6 separate regions of the Mus musculus genome follow, and all the other regions are linked to region 1. A link is a contact called in public promoter capture Hi-C data. All regions are on one chromosome and are shown on one strand. The core of a region is the stretch at or near the end of the contact, and the rest is flanking DNA. Distances in the headings are between cores, read along the strand shown. Region 1 holds the start of Etaa1 (Ewing tumor-associated antigen 1). Region 2 overlaps Meis1 (Meis homeobox 1). Region 3 holds the start of Ppp3r1 (protein phosphatase 3, regulatory subunit B, alpha isoform (calcineurin B, type I)). Region 4 holds the start of Wdr92 (WD repeat domain 92). Region 5 holds the start of C1d (C1D nuclear receptor co-repressor). Region 6 has its middle 88 kb from the start of Gm12022.

Region 1 (3,219 bases), core at 270-2,769:
TTTAGACCAAGAATTCTAAAATCAGTTGTCACTTTTTAGGAAACAATTGTAATCAGTACAACTTAATGACTCCACCCTAGAATCAGACAGAAAAATCACACATGAGGTTCTAAAAAACAAAACAAAAAACCCAAAACCGTTGTATTATGATGTTACCAGACTAAAATTTTACCGACAATAATTCTTCAAGCACCTACCCACATAAAAATAACAACAGATTACCTAACTGCTTTGTCATTGGAGAATTTTGATCCCAGAAGATATCAGTTTGTCCATCTGGATCATTTGGAGAACTGAAGGTACAGGATAATAAATCCATTTTCACGATTTGTACTGGCGTCTCCTTTCCTGCATAAGATGACAATCATTGCTTCTAAGTGTTACGTTACTTCATAAAAGCTAAAGTCAAACAATTAATTTTCATGTCCAATACAAAGCTTGTCTCCTAAAGACAGTTACTTTAACCACAATAGAAATGTTTCAATGAAAATAATATCTTAATACTTCATAAGTTTAGCACTGTAGTTAGGAAGTGTTCTTTGAAAATTCCATAGGCCCAGGAATGATACCATCTGATCACTGAATTACTATCACCAGGCTTTAGGTACCTCCATGACGTCAGCAGATGTACAGGAAATGCATCCAAACAGAAAGCCAAGCTAAACTCTCACAAGGCCCCTCCTGTAAACTCGACCCAATTTTTTTTTTACTCCATACACCCCAAAACCAATAGTGATTTGTTTCTAGGGAAGCTCTGTCTAGAATCACTTGAAGGTTTACAATGTTATTTTTCTTTCCCAGCCTCGTTTTATTCATAGCAGAAACAAGCAAGGTAACAGACATTGTATTTTACGGACACACCCTAGGATAGAGGTTATGAGTTTGGTCCTTATTGGGATAGATATCTCTTAACTCCAAGTTTACAGAAATGAACGCGCCATCGGTTTGCTGGGCTAACCGGATGTTACACCTAGCAAGTTCCGGGAGCACACTACGGTTTCTGAGGTGGCCCTTTTTGCAAAACAAAACAGCGAGGAAAACAACAACAACCAGCGTAGGTGCCCAGTTTCCGGAACACAGTCCACGGCACAGGCCCCGCCCACAACCAGACGTTCAGAAAAGGCCCGGTTTACCGGACTCGGCTCTGCAGCCCCAGGCCTCCCGCCCGGTCTGCACCGCCAGGCTCCGCTCCCCGCCCTCTCCTCACCCCGGGGACTGCGCCCGCCGTCAGCCGCTGCCTGCCGCTGCGCCCGCCGCGCAGACCGCGTTCCCGCCCGGCGGAGCTGGGAGCTGCAGGCCGCCCTGGACTCCCGCAGCCACGGCTCTGCCGCCGGGCGGCAGTTCTTAGCAGCCGCCCTGTGCGGCGTGCTCCTCCGGGCAGGGCTGTCCGCATGCTTCCTTCGCCGACTCATTCCCGTGCCACCGTCCTTCAGCTGCATTCACATTTTGCTACAGCGGAGCAGGGCAACTGCTCGACAGAGAGCCCGCGCGCCACCGTGCAGCGCCATCTTTGCAAGTCGGGCGCGCAAAATACGCTGCTTCTAATTGGCTGCCTCCGTCTAGGGGCGGGTTACTACGCATGGTGCGGATTGGCTGCGTCAGTGTGAGGGGCGGGGTTAGAAGGCTGCGGCCAGGGCTGAGGAAACAGGAGTTTTCTGAGGTCTACCATCAGACTCGTCCAACTTAGCAGGAACTGCAGGACCCTTTTCTGGATCTGTGACAGGAACTTGGTATGTGAGACAGTAAAGAGTTCATATACAATGACAGATTCTTATTGAATTTAAAATTTAATTGATTATTTCTAAGATTCAAATGATGGTGTGTTATTCGATAATATGAGAAAATAAAGACTATAGTTTAGGAGGTAATAAACGCAATAGTTCATAGATGTTCTGTTATGTGCGTAGCTCCAAAATGTAGGAAAACGTATTAATTTAATAAACTAACAGTCGCTGGAAACTGTACATGCAAAACAGAGCTGTCATCTTAGTAGGAATAAAATAGTGTTTATTTTGAATCAAGTAATAATTTCCATGGCCAGGGAGCATTGATTCAGGTTGGCCTAAAAACATGTTTCAATATAAAAGCAATCGCACAGACTTTAACAGTCACAGAACAAAAAACAAAGCATTTGCCAGGCGCTTTGTTGGGGACAACAGGTAGTAGGTGGGTTACAGCAAAGCAGGAGATGATTCGTCCATAGGCTTTAGGTAAGGATATAATTTATGAGACCCATCCTTTCGTTGATGGAAGTTAGTGATCTGGTAACAGTGCATTCCAAAGTTTTTACCTGCTAGCCTTCAGGATGCCAATCCTGACAGCTGGGTCCTTAATGGCTACTTAGGGCACTAAAGATAGCCATAAAGATTATTTGGTTTTATATCTGTAACACTCCAGTTTCCTTATCATGAAGTGTGTCTGTCTTTTTGTTTTTCAGACAGTGTCTTATGTGTGCCCTGCCTCCTTATTTAATGCAGTCTCGCTGTGAACTCCTGGTCTTCCTGTCTCAAGCTTGTCAGTGCTAGGACCACAGGTCTAGGTCCTGAACAGAATCATCAGCGTAGTTGTGCCTTCTTCCATGCCCCAAATAAAGTGAAACTCGGAGGTTAATTGTGCTTTAATAGATTAGTAATAAACCAAATTCTAAGTTTTTAAAGAATATGATTTGCGATAAATAGTAAAACAAAAGAGTGCCAACTCTACAGAGAGAACTATAAAACACCTTAGAAATAAATTGAAGGCCAAAATAAAAAGGGCTATGCTGTGTTTGTGGTCTGTGTCACTCACTACTGTTAAAGAGTCAATTCTTCCCAAACTGGTGTATAGTCAGTGCTGATGCCCTTAGTCTCAGAGCGGGAGGCACATGCCTGTGCAAAGGGAGGATACCTTTACTCTAAGACATGGAATGAAAAAGGAAAAAGAGACAAGAAATTTCTTGATCTCTTGAAGCATAATGAAGCTGAATCTCACCCAAATGTCAGGAGAGTGGTTAAGACTTACAACAATGTTCTAGCGGTGAAGGGACAGACAAATAAATGGATGGGACAGATAAAGTGCTTAGGTGGAAGCACTGACTTACACCTAAGTACAGGCTTTGTATAATACAAATAAAAGCCATTTAAATAATGAGGAAGGACTATGGGAGATAAACAGTATAGCCAGATGGAATGGTAGCTCATATGTGCAATCCTCCCAGCATGCAGAGGGCAGAAGCAGGAG
Region 2 (3,219 bases), core at 262-2,761, 950 kb after region 1:
GGCACACATCTCCTTGGTCAGCAATGAGAAACACGATTAAACATTTGATTCACTATCACTTCTTGGATATCCTCTTCTTTCTCTATGACTTGCACTATCTGTTATATTCTCACACGGCTCTTTCACTGTTTCCAGAGACAAGCTCTTCTACCTTAGCCATCCTCCATGACGAGTTTTTGATGCTCTACTCAGATACACTGAAGTCAGTGTGGCCCTTGCTCTGGGCACCTATTTCTCTTGCTAGAGGCTCATGTTGACACAGAACAAAAAATGGCAAACCTGCCGTAATGAGGTCTGGCCACAAGTACAGCCTGTGCATGGTGTTCAAAGTCGACCCCAAGCCATACCTTCCCTAGGTTAAAGCAACTGTACACATCCAGATATACCAGCTTCGCAGAGAATGGGTCCCCCAACTCCGAGTCTAACTTGATCACCCTATAGGTGTCAAAATGCTACCTCAGCTGGAAGTCTGAGCTTCAGGTAGGGTTACATAGTCTTAGCCTAAAAATTCTGATGCTGCCTAGGAAGAGAAGCAGCAGTTTCAAGAAGTGGTGTTTGGACTTCCCTGATGGGAGGAGTCTAAGCTTTCATCTACCACAGGGAAACAATGCCTAGCTAGCCCTTTTTAAAGTGCCCATGCTCAACAGTATTAAGGATATAATTTTATGGGAGGAATTCTGACAAAGCCAATGATTCAAAACTTCAGCAAACTCTACCATATTGTCAGAGCAAAAGTCTTCTCTAAGAGAATTGTTTACAGAGAGTTTTGTGGTGTTTTGGTTTTATGTTTATTTGCTTTGTTAGTTTCTCAAATCTGCAGAGAAAAGTAGTGTCTCCTCTCCGTTGAACTCCTAAAACTCTCCAACATGGCAGTACCTGGAAGTTTCTAAATTCACAGATCTTCACCCTCAAACCTATTTGCTAAGCTTCCCTTCCAAACAATACCCGGACTGTCTGGCATCTCATCAGCTATGTCTCCGGCAATGTGCAAGGTAAACATTTTTTGACTGACTTTCATATTTTCTTATGAGCAAACGACAATATTTTATGTAGCGAGTATTACTGATTGCTATAATCTAAATTCACAGTGTCTGTAAAGTTATGAGATTTGATACTCAGGGCAAAAGGCTCACAATTAACTGAAGCTTAAAGAACAACACATTCTGAGATGTTCCTGGCTCTCTCTCTCTCTCTCTCTCTCTCTCTTTCTCTCTCTCTCTCCTCCTCTCCCCCTCTCCCCCTCTCCCTCTCCCTCCCTCTCTCTCTCTCTCTCCCCCTCAGCACCCCCCACTGCACCTGTTACTTCACTGATCAGCTAGGAAGTCCACTTTAAATGTAGGTTACTCTGCAATTCTCCAAGGGGAAAGCAGAAGCAGCTGCATAATAAAATGACTCTGTGTGAGAGAGAGAGAGAGAGAGAGAGAGAGAGAGAGAGAGAGAGAGAGAGAGAGAGAGAGAGAGAGAGGGAGAGAGTTGCTTCATCCCTAGGTAACTTCCAGCCAGGAGAAATCACTGCACAGTTGCACTTTCATTTTGCACTTGAGTAGCAAACAAATGACCCAGGGACTCCTGCACTGAACGCTGCTGTGGCTTTTTGGTTTTGTTTTCTCTCTCTCTCTCTCTCTCTCCTTTTTTTTAAACATCTGTTTTTCCCTTGTCTTTGTGTCATGCCTCTGTTTAGCTTTATTGACAAAACAATCTGCGCCTAATGTTTAAACAACATCTGTAAAATGTGTTATTAAATTACATCAGAAGAAAAGCAGAATAGTTCTATGGAACCCGCTGACCTCTATTGATTTTTAGATCACAGAAGCTGAAAGGATAATTTGTGAATGTTTTAGCATTTACATCTAAACAGGTCCCTATATTTATAGAATCTTTGATTACTTCTAAAAGTATTTGCTGCATTACTCCAACAATTCAGAAATAAACTTGACCTTTAACTGTTGCAGCTATTATAGTAAAGATCAGATTTTCTAAAAATAAGCTTCCAATTTTACCTGCCTGTAGCGTAAGAATCTACCTTCCCCCCATGGGTAAGAAACAGGAAGTGATGCTTGAATGCTTGACAGTTTTAAGGGCAATAGTTAAAGACTTGGGAAGTCCAGCATGGATTCTCAACCTAAAATCTATCAAGGACAGTAGTTCTGATGGCTTATCAAATGTTAGAGTGCTGCCTAGAACTTTATACTACCCATTGACAAAAAGGGTTTTCTTCCTATATACATTTCTCTCTCTCTCTCTCTCTCTATATATATATATATATATAATATGTATATATAATATTTCATATTTAATGTATAGTTTACATGTCAAAACAGTGTCACCTTCTCAGAGCACAAAGGGGTAAGTGTTTAAAATCAGGACTTTTTATGAAAGTATGAGAATGAAAAGCAACCAGCCAAGAAGCTAGAAGTTGACTCCATGCACTGTGGGGTAGTACTCTGCAGAGACAGGGTGTGTCTGAGATTCCCAGCTAATACTATACAGCATAAGACATCAGTTTTCATTACAGGGAAGCCCCTGGTCTGCAACACTGGCCTAAAACTGTGAGTCTTTATTTAAGCGTTCTACACTCACACTTTGAACATACAAAAGTTGGTATACTAAAAAGAAAAGAGAGCCAAATATTGGTTTTGAGTTTGCACATACATGTACATGTTCATTTATGTGCTTGTTCATGTATGTTTATGCTTCCTTTAGATATCTGCCTAGAAGAAGGAGTGGGAGGATAGATTAAAAACATGCTGTGCACACTTATGAAATTCTCAAACAATAAATAAAAAGACATCCAATAAAAAGTTGAATACTGAAATGAGTTTTTTAAAGCTTTGCTTACATACTTAAATATTTAAAGACCTGAAAAACAATCTACTGCCAAAACTTACAATATTTCTACTTCAAATGAAAAACTGCTCAACATAGGGATATTGTTCTCAGAAGTATTTCTCACAACAATGAAAAGAAAAAAAAAAACCCAAAGTTAGAAAGTCCCAAAGTGTTATTTTTACCATTTCTCAGTGAGATTATACTTGAGACTGAATGAGCAGAGAGAAGGGAGATGAAAGTGTGTAGTGCAGGTTCTACCTCACAACTGACCACACTTCAGTTTAAACCTCTCTCAACACTGAAGTCATCAGTCATAGAAGTTCACTTAGAAAAGCCATGCATGTTGTTTGTGAATCAAACAACATATTTACAATATTTTATGTGGGCCAT
Region 3 (3,219 bases), core at 285-2,784, 790 kb before region 1:
TGTTTGTTGAGACAGGGTTTCTCTGTGTAACAGAGTCCTTGCTGTCCTGGACTCACTTTGAATACCAGGCTGGCCTTGAACTCACAGAGATCTGCCTGCTTCTCTCTTACAAGTACTGGGATTAAAGGCATGCAACCCCACTGCCTGGCCATCAGAAATGTAGTTTGTTTTGATACTAAATAAACACCTTGGCTTTAGGAAAGATGCTGGAGCAGGCTGTTGGGAGTGTCAATGGTTTAAATGGGAAGCTATAGAGTTGAGTTCAGCTGTAGAGGCCTAAGAGCCAAATGTAGGTCCAGATGAAGGGATGGATGGATGGTACAGCTGGAGGAATAGAAAGATGGACAGTTGACCAAACCTTGTCAACAGTGAGGACTTAACTGAGTTCAAGCCTCAGGGGCAGTCAAGTGTTCTTTGCCTATCAGGATGGTCGGATGATAGATTGGTAGGGGTTGTTGCCATCACAGTGCTAGATGTCTATCTCTTTATGGAGTCCAGGTGAGGACGTTGCACCCTTTTCTTGGTATGATGTGCCTACCACGTTCTTGTGCCTGGTTTCCCAAACAATTGTAACAAACCTATGCGCTGTTACAGTTTACCCTGATAAATTCATAGGGTGCCACCCTTTCAACGCCAAGCTATAAGGCATTTTCAGTCTGTGAGTGGAACTGGATACATGGTAAGTAGCATTCGTGTCCCCTCCGGTGCAGGCATCCCCCATCCTCAAAGTGGAGTCAAAGCTCGTCTCTCAAAAGCTAAAAAATAATCTACACTTACAGAAGATGAAACAGGTAGAGCAGGACATACCCTGACCTTTATTTTCTATCTATTCAAAACCTGACTAAAATAAATAACATAAATACGTTATCTTTATCACATCTCTCCTACCAACTTATCTTTTCCTCTTAAATATAACTTCTTTCCATGGACTTTATTACCTACTGTAGTTTCACTTCTATAGTAAGGCAACTGCCACCATTACGGACATACCCTTACTACATGGACAACAGGGCAGTCTGTCTCGTAGTATTTCTCTTAAAGGCTTCTTTCTGCACCAGCTGCAGGGCAACCTAGAGGTAGTGTCTGTTGGAGTGGGAAGCAATCCCCCACTCTTGTCAGTGGCTCCCAGGACCTAAGCTGCAGCTAGCTTTGCTTCTCCTATTTTTCCAACTGCGCGCTTGACTCCACAGTGTAGACTTGCCCGTGCCTCGCCATAGTGACATGGTGTCACCCCCCAAGAGCGACACAGCCCTGTGGCAGGTCCTGTCATTCTCCCCATTTTCTCCTCCCAGGAGTCTTCCTCCTGCCGGCCTTCCTTCGGTCACATGACAGGAAGCGCGGCTCTCCCAACGTCAAGACGTCTGCCCCCCCATCTCCATGTCCCCCGGCGCACGGTACGCAAAAAGCGCTGGCGGAGCGCTAGCGGGGCTCTGCGAGCAATCCGGTTGGAGAGCGTGTGCACGGCAGGGCGCGGGTTCCCGGATGTCAGCCTCCCGCAGGCTCCGCCCCGCCCCGCCCCGCGCTCGCTCCGCCCTCTGCGCGCCCTGTTCCGTGCCTTGAGGTTGCGGTCAGCGCGAGCCGCTGCAACGAGTCGGGGCCGCCTGTGAGCGTGAGGCTGCAACCCTCTCCTCCCGCCGACGCATCTCCAACCGGGACTCCGCCCGCCTCGCTCCGGGCCCAGGCCCCGTTGCACCCCGCCCGGCGCCGGACAGCAAAGCCGCCGTCGCCGCGTCCCGAGGATCCTACAGCCGCCGCCAGCGCCGCCCGCCGAGCAAGATGGTGAGACCTCGGTTCCCCGGTCGCGCGAGGGAGGGCCCGGGGCGTCCTCTCGGATAGAAAATTCCAGAGGCCTGGAGGGTGCAGGTGCTGGGTTTCAAGTCCTCGGCTACTTGCGCGGCCCCCGGCTCTGCGCGCTCCCGGGCCGCTGCAAGGCCCTTGCAAGCCCCCCAGCCCCTGCGCGCCTCCTCCGGGCCTCCGCGCGCCCCCCGGCCCCCTGCAAACGCCGGACGTCTCCGCGCTCCCCGAGATTCGCCGCCCCCGCCCTCCGCACGACCCTGGGCCTCCGGGCGCCCACAGAGCCGCCGCCCCCGGGCTCCTAAGCCCGTGGGCCTCCGCGCAACCCCGGCCCCGTCGCCTGTCTGGCTCGTTCGGCCTTTTCTGAACCCCGGTCCCGGGGGGCTGCGCCCTCGCTACCCTCCTCCACGTGAAACCCACTTTCCGCCCCCAGATGGGTTTCCAGGTTGGGTTTTCTGAAATCCGGTGGAAATGATAGTGTGCGGCAAATGGCGCTTTATGTAAGACCCACTTCTCCAGAGTTGTGCTTCCTCCCACTCACTCCGCATTTTCCAGCAGCGAGCCTTGGCAGGGATCCTTCCACTTTCTTGCCTTCTTCGCTCGTTTTCGCATTTATCTCTCTGCTGTTTGCAACCGTAGGGGATTTTTTTTTTTCCCGAGGCCGCTTTTCTCTGCGTTGGTGAACATGAAAGGGCCAGCGTGTATATTAGCTAAGACACCGGGCCTAGAGAAATGCTCATATTGGTTTGTTAATATTTTCTTAGTATTTTTATTTCTGTTTTTCCGGTGCTTGTGGTAGTTGTTTTTGAACGATGGCGATTTAAATTTTCCCTTCCTTACTTTCCTATTAATCCGTAGGTGGAATTCACCATGTAGTATTTCTGGCTGACGCTAGGGGTGTGCCTCCTGCCTGTCACCATAGCCAAGAAATCTATGACGCCTTTAGCTTGTTACCTTACTGGTTCTGTAGCTTCACTGGGCCTCCGTTTCGTCTTTGCAATCAAGAATTGTGTTCACAGACAAACATAGCTGCACTGCGAGTTATATGTCATTTAGTTAAACAGGATACGGGATTGTGACACTTACTGTAAACATCTTTTCAGTACATATCAAAGAATTTCAGGCGGATTTGTGATACTTAGACTCTTTAATTGTACAATACCCCCTCGCATGTAAGATTTAAGTGCTTCAAATGTGCATTGTTTACTGCAGTTGAAAACCGATTAGGTGGTGGTGGTCAGAGAAACTGAGGTTAAATATTCGAGTAAGTCAGCTTTTATTTGAAATATCGGGTTTACTGGCATCGTTAAGACCCACTAGAGGGGCAGCTTTATTAAAGTGGTTCATGATTTTGGAATGTAGAGGATTTTTTTTTTCCTTTATTTAGGAAGCTGTTCAGATGATTTGGCTCCTTGAAGGTTATAA
Region 4 (3,219 bases), core at 427-2,926, 740 kb before region 1:
GAACAAAGCCACAAAGCCCCAGACTCTGGCTCTCACCCTATGTATGACTCTCGGCAAGTCCCATGAACATCTAGGATTTAAGTTTTCTCACCCCTGCCTAATCCTCCAGCACTCTCATGTCTATGGGTGTATATCATCTATGTCATACCTTAAGGAACAAATGATGTGGTATACGTTAAGCTATCACTGTGCATCTGATATATGGTATCAGCAAATACTAAGAACACAAACCAATGACCCTGCAGTAAACAAGGCAGCTAAAGTAGAACAGAAATGTATAAACTTCTGAAGAGAGCTTGAGTTCTCTTGAAAGCTGACTGGAACTGAAGTAAGAAGACAGCAGAGAAAGTGGCCTTCTCCAGAGACCAGAGCCACCAAAGATACTGGCAGGGGAAAAAAAAACCAAAAACAAAAAAAAACAAAAAAAAGGGAAACAAACACAACTGGGTCTCCTACTTGAAAGGCAGGCTTAGTCAAGTGTCTGGCCTTTATCCCTTAGGAATGCCGAGGAGGCTAGAATACCATAATAAAAGCATTGTGATATGGGAAAATTAATTTGGCACTGACACCGAAGATCTACTGAAAAAAAAATAAAGGAATTAATTTACATTTTTTTCTAAGTGGCACACGTTTCCTCCAAAAAGAGCACTTACACTGAAGAAAGTACCTACAATTACCACTTGTTTAGGCACTACCGTGTATCATTGTCTACTTTTATTAAGGCTGAAACTACGAAATGGTAGGCTACGAAATGGCTACCCTCTTCCTTACCCTGATTTCTACATTCCTTGATTTCAGGTTAAAGCGTATCTGAAGTCCCAAATGTTCTACAATCGGAGTAAATATCTTCATCCAGTTTTCTTTCAACGGTGTGTATCTGTTACCTGGGACGGGAATTTTCCTCGTTTCTTCTTTCCCAGTCTGCAATAAAAACATACACACTCAGGAGGCGACTGAGAGATGCGGGCCTAGGCGAAAAAACAAACAAACAAACAAACCCCCCAAAACAACAAAACAAAACAAAACCGAGAACCGACCCTTTCACCTGGACGCCCGGGCCCCGCCCCGCCCCGTCCCGTCCCGTCCTGATCCCCACCAGGAGCTGATCCCCGGAGAGCGGCGGGAAGACCGGCCTCTTCGCCGGCCGCGCCTCCTCCGTGTCCATGCGTCCGGCTTCTCCATCCTGTCCCGCCGCTGACGACTGCTCAGCCTGTCGTTTCTTCGCCCGGCGGCCCCCTCTGTGCGTGACGGGAGTAAAGCCGTCCTCCGTTCCGGTGCTTTGCGTCTCCATCTCGGCCAAGATCAATCCCGGCAAGTACGACTAGAGGAACACGTGCGTGGTTGTACAGCGCATGCGCCAGCCTCCACCAATCGATTTGAAGACACCACCCCTTTTCCTAGGCGGGGTCCATGCCAGGGGCCTAAGGCTGGATTGGTCCGCGTTTCGGAATTGCTGTCCTGGGATATGCCTGTTTGCTAATGTCTCCGTGCCCTCATACGCTCGCAGCCGAAGCATTCACAGTCTTTACTGTGTCTATGTAAAGTCGTTGTGGTAACGGCAGTAAATTAGCTTGTGCCATGTGTGGAGAAGCATCTGTTGCGGTCTCAGTAGCTCACACGGCATTTTCGGAGGCATCCAAGCCCAACTTGCTAAGGCTTCCGGGTAGAATGCGGCTAGGGAGGGACAAACTGCCCCTGATCTGTTTGCAGTCTGGTTACCAAGTTAGCGTTTGGTTGCATCTACACCATGTCCACCTTCGAGAAGCCTCAGATCATTGTCCACATTCAAAAGGGCCTCAACTACACAGTGTTCGACAGCAAATGGGTGCCCTGCAGTGCCAAATTCGTGACGATGGGCAACTTTGCCCGGGGCACCGGCGTTATCCAGGTGTACGAGATCCAGCGCGGGGACCTCAAGCTGCTGCGGGAGGTGGGTGCAGGCTTGGACCGTTTGGGTTTGCGTGATCTAGGGTCTGATTCCTCAATGCTCCAGCAGAAACAGAAAGGAGGTGACAGATTGAGAAATACTTCAAACTAGGCTCTCACTGCAGCCTCTTCCTCCCACCATCCTCCGTGCAGTCCGTTGCAAGGTTTCTGGGAAGTGAAGTTAACATTTCGTGGCAACGTTCTTGGACCTTATAGGCTGTTAGCAGTTGTCGTAGTCTACTAGTAGATATATGCAATAAACCCACATTTCATACAAGCAAAACCAAAGGAGGCACCGGGATACCTACAACAAAGTTGATGACGAACTAGTAAATACCACATCCTTTCAAGAAGTGTCAGTTCAATGCCTGATAGTCCCAGGCATGGGAATTGCAATGCCAGCTATATCATGGAGTTTATTTTCTGTTGGGGGAGACAGTCCAACAGCCAGACCAAGAATGCATACATACATGTAAACTCATCAAGATGAGTTTTCTAATGTGCAGGTCTATAAAAGTAAAAACAGATGCAGGACGAGTAGAAACTAACTAAAGCAAATTTAGAGTAGAGTATGAAGTTTCTTACAAAAAACAGCATGTGAGAAAGCTCAGTGATAATGGTGGAAGGTAGTTTATTATCTTTTTAAAAAAGAAAAACACGAGCTAGAAGTGGTGTTGCACACCTTTACTCACGGCAATCAAGAGAAAACAGCAGGAGAATTTCAGTTTGAAACCCTATCTGCAACAACCACAACCCCCGTAAAATAAAATAAAATACACATTCATAAGGGATAAGTAATGACCATTGCAAGATATGTAAGACATTCCACAGATTTGTCCTTCATTTTGCTTTAAGGAAAACAGGACACCACTGAAGGACTTTTAGGCGGATAATGCAAGACTAGATTACAGGTTTCGTATCCAGCTGCCAGTGAGCCAATTACAGAATGGGGACAATAATTGACATTTTCTTTATCCCTCCTTCCCTCCCTTCCTTTCTTCCTTTTGTGTGTGTGTGTGTGTGTGTTTTCTATGTTACTCAGCTGGCCTCAAACTGATAATCCTCAAACAAGGCTCTCAATGGGCTGGGGTTCAGGTCTCCTGCCACAGTGCTGAGTTGTGGCAAAGTAACAGTTTTATAGTTCGTTACAGTATTTAAAATGTTTCTATTTGAGTTGAATGGAACAAATTGCAGCCACACGGAGGTGTTGAGAGCTGATAAGAGGTTAGGGAAGGTAGAGGATAGATAAGCTTGCAGGGCAAGGTATGTGGAGCACAGTCCTTCCCTGAACTT
Region 5 (3,219 bases), core at 221-2,720, 700 kb before region 1:
GAAGGAGAAGGAGAAGGAAGAAGAAGAACAACAACAAACATCATACATACATACATATTAAAAAAAAAAAAACCTTGTTAGTGTTTTAGGGCTTCTATTGTGGCAGGGAAACACCATAACCAAAAAGCAAGTTGGGGAAGGAAGGGGTTAGGGCTTACTCTTCCATATTACCGCTCTTGCCTAAGGAAGTAAAGGCAGGGACTCAAACAGGACAGGAACCTGGAGGCAGGAGCTCATGGCTTGCCCAACCTACTTTCTTATGACAGCCTAGGACCACCAGTCCAGGATGGCACCATGCATAATTGGCTGGGCCCTCCCCTGTCAATCACTAATGATATGCCTTGCAGGACTGCCTACAACCTGACCTTATGGGGCATTTTCTTAATTGAGATTCCTTCCACTCAGGAGACCTGTGCCAAGTTGACATAAAACTATCGAACACAGTTAGGAATGATGGCACGGCCTGTAACCCTAGTACTGATAATCCTGAATTCAAGGTCAGCTATATCACACAGTGAGACCCATTCAAAAACAAAAACAACACAAAATATGAACTTGTACTTTTCATATCTTCACACCCTCATTTAATTTTTGAAACTATTTTTCATAACTATCACCTAACCAGGTATCGGGCACTATATTAGGGAAGCCCCTCCAAAGATTAATCTGAGGTGCACAGTTTGGTCCGGAGGGACCCAACTTCCATCAAAGCAAAGAAATGGACAAAGGTGTAAGGAACATTCAGTTTGAAGAAGCCTAATCTAGACAAAATGCCAGGGCCTTCGACTCCAATCTTGCCACCTTGGCGGGAGACCTTTAAGTTCTTTGCCTAGCATGGCTGTCCACTCTGAGAGGCTCTACCAACAGCTGATTGAGAAAGAGGCAGATACTTACACCCAACCATTGTCGGACTGAGGTTAGAGACCCCTACGGTTGGATTAGAGGAAGGGTTGAAGGAGCTGAAGGGGAGGGTGACCCCATAGGAAGATCAGCAGTCTCAACCAACCCGGACCCCGGGGGGCTCCCAGAGGCTGAGCCAACAACCAGGCAGCATACATGGGCTGAGCCAAGTGCCACCCATTCCCCAGCCTCCTGGGACCTATGTAGCAGAGGTCTGCTTAGTCTGGCTTCAGTTGGAGAAGATGGGTCCAATTCCCAAGGGTCTTGAGGCCCCAATAATGGGGGATGGGGAGATAGATGATGGGGAGCAGAATGGTGTGAGGAACTGGGTGGGGGACCGGGAGGGGGGTAACGCCTGGAATGTAAATAAATAGTTAATTAAAAAATGTGTCAAAAAGAGAAAGAGAGAGAGGGGGGAGGGAGGGAGGGAGGAAGGAAGGAAGGAAGGAAAGAAGGAAAGAAAGAAAGACAGACAGACAGACAGAAGAAAGAAAGAAAGACAGACAGACAGACAGACAGACCACTGCACTTAGCTCCTGGATGGACAGAGGCGGGGCAAGCCTCGGGACTGAAGTGCGCACGCGCACGACCGGGAGAGACGCACGGGCGGCAGGCAGAAGCCGTGTCATGGCGTCATCATCGTGCGACCTATTTCCCGGAGACAGGCGTCCACGGTATTGAGGTATTGTGCAGAACCGCGTTCGGGTGCTTGTCGTGCTCCCGTCACAGTCTCTTTTCCCGCACCCCGGGATCACGTCCGTCCTGTGGCCGACTGGGAGGAGCCGAGCGGGACTGCTCGCTTCTAGCGTAGTCCCTGCAGTGGCGGCTCTCGGGCTTTGCTTTGGCCTTTAGTTTCTCTGTCAATACCGTCTTCATTTCGCTGCCACTGTTAACGTTGCCTTTCAGAGGTTGAAAAGCGACAAGTAAAACACCCAACGCCATCAGCTTCTAGCTGATTCCAAATCTAAACGGAGACAAAATGGAAGGTGGAAAAAGTAACTTTGCGTGCAGCCCTTCCTGTTCCGCCCAAGGTCGGAATGCTTGCGGTGGCAGTGTTAGCCCTTTTGAAACAAGGGTTTCCTTAATTTTACTTTTTCTTTTCCGAGACACAGTTTCTCAGTATAGCCCTGGCTGTCCTGGAACTCGATCTGTAGAACAGGCTGGCCTCGAACTCCGAGATCAGCCTCCCTCTCTTAGGTGTTAGGATTAAAGGCGTGGGAAACCGGGCCGGGCCGGCAGCTTTCTGCTGTAGCGGATTGTATTAAGAGGAATTTTTCAGTGTCATCTGGGAAAATTTCATCGTGGCTCAAATTTCTGTTGGAAGATAGCGTTAATGACTTAAAATGTGTTGACTACAATTTAGTTTTGGCTTGGAAAAGGTGTATTTGCCCTGGTGAGATGTCTGTGGTGTAATTATTAACCTGTTTGGACTAAGAGTAGACAGAACTAAGTATCAACGTTAGTTTTTATTTATAAATGACAGCTATCCTTATTGAACTTTAGAAAACTACTTCTGGATGGTGGAATTGATAGACTGAATTGTTTTGTTACAAGATAAGATGACAGTGTGAACAGTTTTTGTTGTTTTCTAGTAATAGAAGTGAAATTCCCAAATCAGAGATGTTGTGGATGCTTTCCGGTACCTATAGGGATGCAGTTTTCTCTTGTTTTTAACTTTGAAAAGTTCTATGGGTAAACAGTAGCACTTGTTTGCAAGCATTTGACTCTTCATGTATGGCTCTGAATAGTCTACAGTGGATTACCTCTTTGTTATTTCCACTTTCTTAAATAATAACTAATATTATGAACTAGTACTTTGAGCATTCTACTAATGGAGTATAGCTTTAAGAGTTTTATTGATATTTATTTTGTCTACATCACAACCTTATGTATTATTATTACTTTAGAGGTAATTGTAAAAACAAGCCCCACATTTTTGAGAAGATAGTTTTTGCTGCTTTCTTTCTTTCATTTTGAAAACATGTTGAAGTAAGCATTAAATTAGAAGTTGATTCTGGTGTGGCTCCAGTCTTAACAGGTCCTTGTAATTTATGTACTTTAAAATGTTTCTATTTATTCATGTGTTTGTGCTCATGTCTCTTTCTGTGTATTTGTCACATGTGTGTGGGTGTCAGCAGAGGCCAGAGGACCCAGTGGAGCTGGACTTACAGATGGTTGTGAGCTGCCCAAACTGGCTGCTGGAAACCAAGCTTGGGTTCTCTGGAAGATGAGAAGTGCTCTTAACTGCTGAGCCATCTCTCCAGCCTTGTAATTTATATAATTTTTATTGCTAGACTTTTGCACATGTATTTTTGTGTG
Region 6 (3,219 bases), core at 368-2,867, 630 kb after region 1:
AAAACGCAGTAACAAAACAACAGGACAATCTTCCACAAATGTGCTCACCAACTTGGTCTAGATAATTTCTCATTAAGACTCTCTTCCCGGATTATTCGAGGTTGTGCCAAGTTGACATTTAAAAGTAACCTGCATAGTCAATATTCATAATTCCTTGGCTATGCGGAAATATAATAGAAAGCACTGACCTTGGAGGGGTTGGGTCTTGAATGTTACGGTGACCTCCTGAGCCTAGTTATGGCTTCCAAGGGAATTACAAAGTTAAGAGCTGACTGACTTGGCTTTTCATTGGTGATAGACAAGTTCCTTTCTTGACCGTTTTGACTAGAGTCTTGAGCCAGTCATATTCAACAAGATAAGGACAATTTCTTAGTTGGCTCAGACAACTGTGACACAGCAGAAACATAGGAAACTTCATAAGGAGTGGAAGGAAGAGACAGGAAAAGTCACTCTCCTCTTCTCACACTTTCCATACCGTTCTATGCCTATATTGCCTTCATATCACAAATCAGCAAAGGACCTTTGATCACAAAGGTCTGAGAAGTAATGGGACAGAAAGCCTCTTAAGGAGTAGGATCATTACCAGATGTGACAAGAACCCAGTTATGGCCTCAATCCTCTCGTCTCTATGAGGCCACAGAGGACCTGTGGGAGAAAGTGTTTTAATTATTTGACAAGAGCTGTCTGAAAGAGTAGTTTCTAAAACAAGTGTGAAAAACATACTTAAGGAGCAAGATGCTGTGCAATCTTTAAAAATGAATTATCTCCTAAACAGTCTGGTGGTAGATGAACATAATTGTTCCCCAGTGATTCATAGAACCAGAGTGGTTTGCAGACTCTAAGCCCCCACTGCTTGGATTCACTCCTGCCTCTAGCACTCACTTACAAAGATGTTGGGGGTAGGCAACTCTGTTCACATCATGTTCTTCACCTATAAGGAAAATATATTCCTCATAGGGTTAAAGTTTGGAAATATAAATTATTAGAAAGCATTGCACATGCTGAACACTCATTAAAAACTTTAATTCAATGTAACATTCTGCCTTGATGTAAAATCCCCAGGCCAGAAACCGAAGATGGCAATAATTTCTTCCTTAAAGTTTTATTATTCATAAATAACTGTAAGAACCAGACTCTAGAATTTCTTCAAGCGTCTTCCTACCAAACTACCCGAGGTTCTCCAGAAACACATTCTGCTTCTGAGAAACAAGGCCTGGGTATTGGGATGGAGCATGCTGTTGCTTTATACCATAGTGTGCTTGTGTTAATGACTATTTTTATTAGCCTGGCATTGGTGACAATCAAAGAATTAAAGGAGCAAAGAGCTAGTAGCTCCTAGCCCAACGGGCACCACAGATGCTGTACACAAACCAATATAAAAGGCACAAACTTTATACTCTGTTCTTTTCTCTCAGGCTTTCTCTATATGCTGAGCTATCCCCAGACAAAGGAGAGAACTGCTCTGTGGAAAATGATGGTCTCCACAGTGCTTCCGACAGAATGCATTCATTTTCCTGGAATGGAGTGCCAACTAGGCCCAGCCACCTTCTGCTCCTAGAGAATGATTGCCTCAGCCCAGTTCTTAAGAGACCAGCAGTGAGTCCATGTTCAGTGGGGCCTGGGCTGAGCTCTTGCAGCCTTCCCCCAGCCCTGGAAACCTTGGCAGGCATCAGTTCTGAGCCTGCATGTCCCCACCGATGTGGAAATTGTCATGTGTTACGATGCTTTAAGGGTATTGTTGAAGCTTTCATCGAAGTATAGCAGGCTCCCACCTCATGCTAAGTAAAGCAGCTGGTAAATGTTGCGCTGTGGCTGCAGATGGATTGGTGGTGGCAGGCCCAGAGCTCACCACCTCTACTTAAACAGGTGTTTGACTCTGTATTTTCCAGGTGGCCAGAAGGAGCCTGATTATTCAGCGAGAGTAGAAGCCATGCGGGATAGGAATAGCTCTCCAGCATTGGCAAGAGGGAGCAGCCAGCCACTTGGCTTTAATCCATCTGTTCACAAGACATGATCTTAAAGCCAGAACTTTTCCACTGGAGACTTCCTACTTTGAATTTTAATGGTCAGGTCAGCAAGGGCATTGTGGCGCCAACTCCCATGCTTTGTCAAGAGCTGCCTTGTTGCCTGGGGAAAGGGGGTTGGCTAACTAAGTTACAAGAGTCAGAGGCCATTGGAGTTTCCAGCCAGGGTATTGCTGCTTCATCAGCCCAGCTGCCAGGTGGAACATGAGAAGATAAAGTTGCCACGGCATGTTATATTTCTCCACGGCCATGGATCTACCTTTAAGAGGGAGATCCTCTGTAGTCACTGGGAAATGACAGGCAGCATCAACAGCTAGCCACAAAATCACAATGCAAAAATAAACAGATGTTCACTGGAAGGCATACAAGCATCTTTTAGCAGCAAAAAGATTCACAAATAAGTTTTCAAGGCAATCAGGGTAAGGGAGATTGGAACCACCTGTCTATTTAAGGGATTCCTGAGATGAGCTCAAACCAGTCTGAGACACTCAGAACATCTTAATTGAAAAACATTAAGAGAAAATAGCACACTGGCAAGAGGAAACATACTTAAGTGTAGAAATAAGCTAACATCAAAAAGTCCCTGGCAAGGATTCTCAAGCAAGAAGAAGCTTGAGAAAGCCAGTTCATTTTCTTCACAGCTCAGGGTCTACAAATCTCAGGGGAACCCCTGAGCATAAAGGAGTACAGGACCTCCACATTCATATACAGAATGGGTGGGTGAGCAAGGGATACACAGCTCTCAAGTCCTTTCCAATGGCTTGGAGTAAGATGAGTAAATCTGTCATGACTTATAAATGGGAGAGAAGAGTGGGGACAGGCCTTCTCATGGGGCCACCTGCCCCAAAACTGGTGCTGTGGGTGCCCCTGCCTTTCCCTGGCTCCTGTGACACAGCAGACTGGAGGGGACAGGAAGACAGCTGTCAGATTTCACATGGCACTCACTCTTGGCAAAGAGACAAGTCTAGCGGCGGCCAAACCCTTGTCATGATCCCATCAGTCCCACAATGGTGGGGCTTCTGCTGGCTAGTGGCAGGTCACAGGAGTGTGGGAGCTCCTCTGACCCCCACATCTGAGTCCCTAAATCAAACTGCTTTCCCTCCAGAAAAGCCTGGGTGAGAAATTTCTTGTGCCAAGTTTGTTTATACAATGAAGAAATGTTGCTGAGATCATAGGCAGGTGTCTTCCTGCTATT

Evidence for each region. Promoter capture Hi-C pulls out the DNA fragments that hold promoters and counts their contacts. Capture Hi-C pulls out chosen DNA fragments and counts their contacts.
Region 2: a promoter capture Hi-C map of liver shows a contact between it and region 1, with 2.9 times the contacts expected there. The contact joins the enhancer-like site here to the promoter of Etaa1 in region 1. A contact is called at or near these places in 3 of 39 promoter capture datasets (frontonasal cranial neural crest, liver and second pharyngeal arch cranial neural crest), 1 of 115 datasets of contacts at active chromatin or transcription factors (cardiomyocytes) and 2 of 9 other capture datasets (adipose tissue and embryonic tail).
Region 3: a promoter capture Hi-C map of adipose tissue shows a contact between it and region 1, with 6 times the contacts expected there. The contact joins the promoter of Ppp3r1 here to the promoter of Etaa1 in region 1. A contact is called at or near these places in 4 of 39 promoter capture datasets (the C10 cell line, the HPC-7 cell line, liver and 1 more), 6 of 484 Hi-C or Micro-C datasets (B cells, CD4 T cells, Sertoli cells and 3 more), 3 of 115 datasets of contacts at active chromatin or transcription factors (astrocytes, cardiomyocytes and large pre-B cells) and 3 of 9 other capture datasets (adipose tissue, liver and macrophages).
Region 4: a contact with region 1 is called in a promoter capture Hi-C map of pre-B cells. The contact joins the promoter of Wdr92 here to the promoter of Etaa1 in region 1. A contact is called at or near these places in 9 of 39 promoter capture datasets (the C10 cell line, embryonic stem cells, frontonasal cranial neural crest and 6 more), 5 of 484 Hi-C or Micro-C datasets (CD4 T cells, embryonic stem cells, nephron progenitors and 2 more), 6 of 115 datasets of contacts at active chromatin or transcription factors (astrocytes, bone marrow-derived macrophages, effector CD8 T cells and 3 more) and 2 of 9 other capture datasets (adipose tissue and liver).
Region 5: a promoter capture Hi-C map of pre-B cells shows a contact between it and region 1. The contact joins the promoter of C1d here to the promoter of Etaa1 in region 1. A contact is called at or near these places in 13 of 39 promoter capture datasets (the 3T3-L1 cell line, 3T3-L1-derived adipocytes, the C10 cell line and 7 more), 9 of 484 Hi-C or Micro-C datasets (CD4 T cells, CD8 T cells, the HPC-7 cell line and 6 more), 7 of 115 datasets of contacts at active chromatin or transcription factors (astrocytes, bone marrow-derived macrophages, cardiomyocytes and 4 more) and 2 of 9 other capture datasets (adipose tissue and macrophages).
Region 6: a promoter capture Hi-C map of 3T3-L1-derived adipocytes shows a contact between it and region 1, with 2.3 times the contacts expected there. The contact joins the enhancer-like site here to the promoter of Etaa1 in region 1. A contact is called at or near these places in 3 of 39 promoter capture datasets (3T3-L1-derived adipocytes, hippocampal neurons and trophoblast stem cells), 1 of 484 Hi-C or Micro-C datasets (cerebellar granule neurons) and 1 of 115 datasets of contacts at active chromatin or transcription factors (astrocytes).

What each region holds. Positions count from the first base shown.
Region 1 is chr11:17,952,356-17,955,574 of GRCm38.p6, forward strand. It overlaps Etaa1 (Ewing tumor-associated antigen 1), which reads right to left and starts at 1,520. Exons shown (of 6, transcript NM_026576.4): 1 at 1,208-1,520; 2 at 223-348. The coding sequence starts at 1,439. It overlaps Etaa1os (Ewing tumor-associated antigen 1, opposite strand), which reads left to right and starts at 1,615. Exons shown (of 3, transcript NR_131915.1): 1 at 1,615-1,730.
Region 2 is chr11:18,899,155-18,902,373 of GRCm38.p6, forward strand. All of the region lies in intron 9 of Meis1 (Meis homeobox 1), which reads right to left. Among named protein-coding and RNA genes, the nearest start is that of 8430419K02Rik, 23 kb to the left of the region's middle. Within about 2 kb of position 1,512, at least 19 of the 459 cell types and tissues checked have an H3K27ac peak or open chromatin away from gene starts, as enhancers often do. A contact at or near this core is called in liver, where this site is marked.
Region 3 is chr11:17,157,764-17,160,982 of GRCm38.p6, forward strand. It overlaps Ppp3r1 (protein phosphatase 3, regulatory subunit B, alpha isoform (calcineurin B, type I)), which reads left to right and starts at 1,535. Exons shown (of 6, transcript NM_024459.2): 1 at 1,535-1,779. The coding sequence starts at 1,777.
Region 4 is chr11:17,210,217-17,213,435 of GRCm38.p6, forward strand. It overlaps Wdr92 (WD repeat domain 92), which reads left to right and starts at 1,677. Exons shown (of 8, transcript NM_178909.4): 1 at 1,677-1,930. The coding sequence starts at 1,748. Pno1 (partner of NOB1 homolog) reads right to left here and starts at 1,373. Exons shown (of 7, transcript NM_025443.2): 1 at 1,097-1,373; 2 at 772-921. The coding sequence starts at 1,291.
Region 5 is chr11:17,256,077-17,259,295 of GRCm38.p6, forward strand. C1d (C1D nuclear receptor co-repressor) reads left to right here and starts at 1,471. Exons shown (of 5, transcript NM_020558.4): 1 at 1,471-1,582.
Region 6 is chr11:18,579,629-18,582,847 of GRCm38.p6, forward strand. No RefSeq gene overlaps it. Among named protein-coding and RNA genes, the nearest start is that of Gm12022, 88 kb to the left of the region's middle. Within about 2 kb of position 1,618, at least 25 of the 459 cell types and tissues checked have an H3K27ac peak or open chromatin away from gene starts, as enhancers often do. A contact at or near this core is called in 3T3-L1-derived adipocytes and cerebellar granule neurons, where this site is marked.